2 separate regions of the Rattus norvegicus genome follow, and region 2 is linked to region 1. A link is a contact called in public Hi-C data. All regions are on one chromosome and are shown on one strand. The core of a region is the stretch at or near the end of the contact, and the rest is flanking DNA. Distances in the headings are between cores, read along the strand shown. Region 1 has its middle 40 kb from the start of Trnap-ggg1. Region 2 overlaps Mef2c (myocyte enhancer factor 2C).

Region 1 (3,274 bases), core at 427-2,926:
CAAGCACCACACCCAGAAGGTTTAAGGGATGATGGACTAGGGTATGGTCTAGCTCCACCTTGTGGTTTCAGAAATGTCTCCTGGAAGCTCGGACAGACTAGAATGTAAACCCAACTGATATCCGGTCTTCTATGAAATAATTAAGCGAATGATTTGATCACCATTCCCTGAGAGGCCACATGTGAACATTCTCTAACTGGGAGACTTTTTGGAGGACTACGAAGAAGTAAGAATAAGTAGGGAGCTTTGTAGCTCTCTTTTAACCAGGCAGTCAGAATAGGAGGCAAAAAGAATCTTAAGAGGGAGAATGAATAGGACTGAGTGGTTAAGTTAGAAAATTGGGAAGAGATAATAAACACAATGGAACATTTGAGTAAACTCTCTGGCGTAGGATGACCTTGGTGCTGTTACCTGAAGTAAGAGGGTGAGGGAAAAATGTTTCTAGGGTCAATGAGATGTTATGCTCCACATAGAAGGTCGGAGCTACAGCAAAAAGCCGAAGACTCTCTGTTCCTTCCTGCTTTTACGGTGTCATGCATACTTGTTAGGGTGGTTATGTGCATATATGCATGAGGCCATATATTTGTGTGGAGACCAGAAGTGATGATGAGGTGTCTTTGAAGACTTGTTTTTGTATTTATGTGTATCTGTATCTGTGTGCATGTGTGCACATGTGTTCATGGAGGCCAATAGAGGGCTGGAGTTAGGAACTGCCCAGTGTTCAGTTCTCATAATCAAACCCAGGTCCCTTTGGGGAGTAGCAAGTGCTCTCAAGAACTGAAGCAGCTCTAAAGCCCTTAAAAATTTGACATCAGATGTCTGTTCTCAATGACTCCTCATTTTGAGACTGTTTCTCTTACTGAATGCAAAGCTTCTCTGTTCAGTTAAGCCAATGTGGTTCAGACATAGAGCAGTTTCCCCCCAGTACTAGGAGTTACATGGCCACACAGCTGTGAATAGCATTATAGCTGGGCTCTAGAATAGGAACTCCTGTCCCCATGTTTTTGGTGGCAAGCATTTTATTGAGCCATCTGTCTCCTTAGCCCTCCTCTGCTTTTCAAAGCTTCCGTGTCCTGGTGTTTGTTGAGAAAGCATCACTTGTCACACTGCTCCATGTAGTCAAATCCTGACATGGTCTGGAAAAAACTAAGACTAAACAAGGAACAAGAGCCGAAGCAGAGGCGCCTATAGATTCCTGATGTGTAGAGTCTGAGCTATCAGTGCTAGGCTTCTTTTTAGCCACTTACAGGTTTCATCATAGTGAGTTGTCAGTTTTAGACCTATAGATTTCATAATCTGTGGTATAACAATATCATATATATGCCATATAATAGCCCAGATATCATAGTCTAAATTTTAAAACCCAGTAAAATGTGTCATGAGATGTTTTCAGGACTAGAGATTGTTCATTTTAAACTTTGGTTCAGAGCAATACTTCTTTGAAATGACTGTGTTTTATTTTCCGACGCAGTGTTTATACTTACTATTCATGTTTGGAATGTTCAGATTCAACACAGCTATTTGTGTTCCAACTTCTCCAGAACAAACCTATAGGTTGCTCCAGAAGTATTCACAGACAACTCAGACCATAAGCTACCTACTGAGAAGACCTACCTAAATATCAGGCTACTGTGTCTGCCAAATACAGGGAGAGACAGGTCCTGGGCAGGAAGCAGGGGAACTTGGCAGCACGAGATGGGGCATTTTGCCTCATGAGTCTAGAAGTCCTGCTCCTCGCTTTTTATGTTGTCCACAAAGTTTCCACACTGCCCACCTGTCTACATGCACCAGTCAGTGATCAGTAGATAAACAGCAACCTCAAAAAAAAAAAAAAGAAAAAAATACATCTGCAATATTAGCCAGGAAAGAGAGGCAGCAAAAACCAGAATATAGGTACATTATCACTGATTGCTTTCAATTTCATAGAAATTTTTCCTTTAGCAACTTATTATGTAGATATTTATGATTCTAATTGTCTTCTGAAACTGACAAATCTCTCTCTCTTAAACACACACACATATGCACACACACACATATGCACACACACATATGCACACACACATATGCACACACACATACGCACACACACACACACACACACACACACACACACACACATATACACACACACGTCTTTCCAGGCATAAACTCAAAACTAAGTCCTTTTACCAAAAGCACTTTAAAGCATGGTTTTTTCCTTCCAATTACACAAACATATTACGGATTTTCTCATGACTTTTTAAAATTATTTTTATTATTCCATTTTTAGATCTCTAATTAAATTGGGGGGATTTTACAAAAGCACTTTTCTTTAAAACCTCAATTATTTGCTCCTCCTAAATGTTTTCCATTGCAAGGATTAGAGGTGATAAATCACAGTCGGTTTATCTCCTACGGTTTCTTCTAGCACATTGTCAGCTCCCCTCTCACCCTCATGTGCACACCCCCTGCACAGTGACTACATATGGGACAGTGTAAAGGCTGTGGGATAAGTGACACTATTAGCTCAGTGTGGTGGCTTTGATGTGTAGCTCTCGGCAGGGTTGCCAGAAGAGTGACAGGCTCCGGCTCTAATGCAAAGACTATTTCGCATCTACTTGCTTCCCCTCTAATGGTCTCCTATTACTATTAGTGGTTCAGAGCAGATGGGCACCATGGCTGCAAACCCACTTTCTTGAGATTAGCTTCCTATTTTGAGTTCCTATTCTCTGTATGTCTAAGATCTTATAAATAAAAACTATTAAAGTATTTGAAAGCATAATAGGTATTGAAGTGAGATCACTGATTTTTACCTTAATTCAAATAAAAATTGTTACATCCTATACCATCAACACGTTGCCTAATTACTGAGGCATGTAGTTCTGGAAACTCATTGGTTTGGGTTTTGGGTTTGGGGTTTTGCCTTTGTTTTGTTTTTAACTGCCTGCTGTCAATACTGTCCTGGTCTTTCTGCATATTCCTGTTCCAAAACTCTGGTTTTGATCATTTCTGGACCTCAAACAAAATGTTAAAGAATAATGTAATATTTTATATCTAAATATAAATTGTAGAGTGAATGAAAAGTTAGGGAGGTAAACATCAAGAGCACTTTGGATAATAAAGCTACGAAAGCAAGGACAAGTTAGTTACCCGGTAAACAGTTAACCACCCAGTAGGTTTAGAGCAGAAGCTAAACTACCCACAAGTGTGAGAACACTTTATGTGAAAAAATCTGTTAAAGGGGACTTAAAAGAACAAAAAGTACTCTCCATTCCCCTAATTAACTTTGAAGAGT
Region 2 (3,354 bases), core at 68-2,567, 1.5 Mb before region 1:
GCCCATCCTTCAGAGAGCCGCATGCGCTTGACTGAGGGACTTTCCCTTTCGTCCGGCGAAGGTCTGGTGAGTCCAATGGGGGAGTGGAATTCGTTCCGGTGATCCTCCCGGTCGCTCCCATCGTAGGAACTGCTACAGCTGCTCAGGCTGTCAACAGGAGATCTCCCCGCCTCGTGGCGCGTGTGTTGTGGGTATCTCGATGGGGTGGTGGTACGGTCTCTAGGAGGAGAAACAGGTTCTGACTTGATGTTGAGGCTTTGAGTAGAAGGCAGGGAGAGATTTGAACTCTGAGATAAATGAGTGCTAGTGCAAGCTCTGTAGGAGGAAAGGAAACCCAGTTACAGATGGAGGAGGCCTGCAGGCCCCAGGAACTCACATTACAAACATAGCAGCTTAAAAGACTTGCATAGACTCTAGTGCGTGCCCACAATGAGAGTGCAGCTAGGCACTGCGGGGCGGCACCGCCTAGAGCCACGGAGAATGCTCCTGCCTGGGGGTAAATACACCACTTAACTGGCCCAGGCCTCGGGGATCATCTCCAGCTTCTAAAATACTCTGTAACTGTATAGATTACCCTTTCATAAAGGATTAAGACACGGTACAAAAGGTACAAAAGTCATTCTGCGTTCATGGAATTTCCCCCTATACTAGTTCCGTTCTTTTCTGAACCTTGGGAGACAGTGTTTGACTTTGAATGGCACTCTCTTGGTTTATCAGTGTCTGTGTATTTGAGATTATTTTTAAAAAACCCATTATTGATAAGAATTTCTCTCTAACTGATATGCCCATATAACTGGAGATATATATTACTAAGGGAAAACGAACAGTAAGAATCTCAAATGAACAGCACACATCAAACGCCGTATAATTATATATAACTGATGTCAGGCTTGGGGGGGGGGAAGGAGGGAGAAAGACTGAATATTATATGCAGAAAATTTAAAAACTGTTTCAAAAATCATCTCCCTAAAACTGATACCTAACTGGACTTTATCATTTGCAGCTGTCTAGAATGAAAATCCTGTCTGTAGTTCCCAATTCCTTTAATCTTAACAGGGCTAAGCAGCAGTGACGATGGTTGCTTAAGGTAACGCTTGTCTTACTTATAATAATGTTAACGGCGAATCTGTTGTTTGTGAAGGAAAGCATGTGGAGAAGAAGGAGGAGTGAGCCATCACTATGGCTCTAATCATCACTGATTTGCAGACAGTGCATTCTGGGAGACTCTGGACAACAGTTAGCCTCAGAGAAAAGCTTTAAGTCTTAAGTGTGGACTGGGGATTGATGACTGAGCAGGCCGAACCGTGCTCACTCTGCTGGCATCAGCATTACGATTTTTGTTTGTTTCTCTGTTTTGCTTTGTTCTTGCTTCATGACATGCACATCCAGAGTCAATCTGATCCAGCTACACCATCAAGAAGGTACTGCAGTCTCTTTAATTGCGGGATACTCGCGGAAAATAATTATATGTACAGAGACACCGGTTTTAAACAAAAGGAAGCAAGCCTACCTATTAATGCATGCAAGTATGCTGCTCCCTGACGGAGAGAACTACGTGTGGGCTAGTGTCTTTCTGAACAGTGAGTGCATTTCAGAGACTGCAGTGGGATAACGTGGGGCTGGCCTTTGGGGGATGTGACACAGGGTTAAGATGTACAGAGATAGAAAATTAGTCAGAAACGAATTTATCTTTGAGTAATGTTTTATACAAAAGCACCACCTACTGGCAAGGGATGACTTTCCCCTTCTTATTAGTAAATGAGCTAACATGGAGGACATTATCAAGGGGGCTCTTTGCTGCTTTAATGAGCCCTTCTGGTTTAGGCAGTCTGCACATTCAGATACAGATGCCAATCCCAGTGCACACAGTTTTCAATCTCTGTCTATCCGTGGAACTACTTATCTGAAGCTTATTATTTTAGTCTATATTAGTTCTCTGATTTTCTAAGACTTTTAATTAAATTGTCTTTAAATCAAAGCCGTATTAAGGTGGGAGACAGGAAAACACCTGTATTTCAAAGGCTCCATAATAGTGGACTATTTTATACTGGTTCAAAGTTACTTCACAATTCATTTTGATGTTTGAGGAAATCATCTTTTGACTTCTGGAAGAGTTTTCCTGCTCTGGGTAAGAAAAGCCATTTCACTAACATTTAACTAAATGCTTCTGCCGTGGATCACACCAGCGCTTAATAATGAATGCCAATAAGGAGCTTCGAAGTGACACAGCTTATCAATAAATACTTTTCTTCACTCTGGGACATTCAGCTTACACTCCTCTAAACACAACAGAGTGGGAACCTCCTAAAAATTCAGTGAGTTGGGTTCCATAGGTAACTCGTCTATATAAATTAAGTTGAAAGTAATAAGAATGAGATGATGTGTCTTTGATGTCATCACAACCTCTCCTTTGTCCCCGTTCCCAATATCAGTGGCCACGCAGAAGTTTCACAGTGTCTTGCTCCCCACAAAAAAAGGAGTGTCTATTTGTTGGTAATTCTTTACCATGACTGAACACCTTCTCTGGTGGCGGGATTTCATTTACACTTTAACACAGACTTATTCTGAGCTGGGTAGCTAGTGGAACTAAGTCTGCAGCCCAGAGCTCTACATGGTGTCTTCATCTCAAATTCACTTCACTGTGGCACGGACTGCAACAGATTGGCCATCTCTGCTACCGGAGCTACTTTCTTGCCAAGAGTAGGCAGCATTAATATCACTTAACTGTAATACGGTAGCTTGTTCTCGTGAACGAAATACAGCCACAGATAATTGTGAGACTTGAGACTACAGGTGCGAGTGAGAATGAGGTAGGGGGAGGGCGGTCCAGGCACGTCGGTACCTTGTCACGTCCTCTGAGGTACTTCTGACCCCGCTATGTAGCGTTTTAATCTGAGAGAGCTACCCTTCCTTCAGATTGCTCAGAGATAAAATGTGGATAGCTTTATTTAAGTTCCTCTCACTCTGCCACCCCAATAAAATTAGGTTTTCTTACTCTATTTAGCTTTCCCCTCCCTGTGAGGCAGTCTCATTACATATGCCAGCCTGGGCTCAAATGTTTCATCCTCCTGTCTCAGCCTTCTAAGTGCTGGGTTATAGGTGTGCATGTATCACTCAGCCTAATTTTTTTAAAAAAAGATTCATTTGTTTTTATTGATGTGCATATGTGTATGTCTCTGTGTGAGTTTGGGCATATGTGTGCAGGTCCCTGAGGAGGACAGGAGAGGGTGTTGGATTCTCTGACTTGGCTGTTCTGAATCTTCTGCTAGCCTTGTAAATACCTGTGGTTGCTGAGGCATCATCTGACCAGGCTCTGCAGCCCTGGCTGGCCTAGTACAGGCTGTACAGACACTA

The links. Hi-C and Micro-C count contacts between places; a contact is called where the count stands out from the background.
Region 2: a Hi-C map of frontal cortex shows a contact between it and region 1, with 5 times the contacts expected there. The contact joins two enhancer-like sites. A contact is called at or near these places in 3 of 12 Hi-C or Micro-C datasets (the A7r5 cell line, Schwann cells and frontal cortex).

Annotation. Positions count from the first base shown.
Region 1 is chr2:14,350,098-14,353,371 of GRCr8, reverse strand. No RefSeq gene overlaps it. Among named protein-coding and RNA genes, the nearest start is that of Trnap-ggg1, 40 kb to the left of the region's middle. Within about 2 kb of position 1,676, at least 3 of the 93 cell types and tissues checked have an H3K27ac peak or open chromatin away from gene starts, as enhancers often do.
Region 2 is chr2:15,863,799-15,867,152 of GRCr8, reverse strand. Mef2c (myocyte enhancer factor 2C) reads right to left here. Exons shown (of 11, transcript NM_001399397.1): 11 at 1-315. All of the region lies in intron 1 of LOC103691412 (a long non-coding RNA gene), which reads left to right. Among named protein-coding and RNA genes, the nearest start is that of Mir9-2hg, 57 kb to the left of the region's middle. Within about 2 kb of position 1,317, at least 14 of the 93 cell types and tissues checked have an H3K27ac peak or open chromatin away from gene starts, as enhancers often do.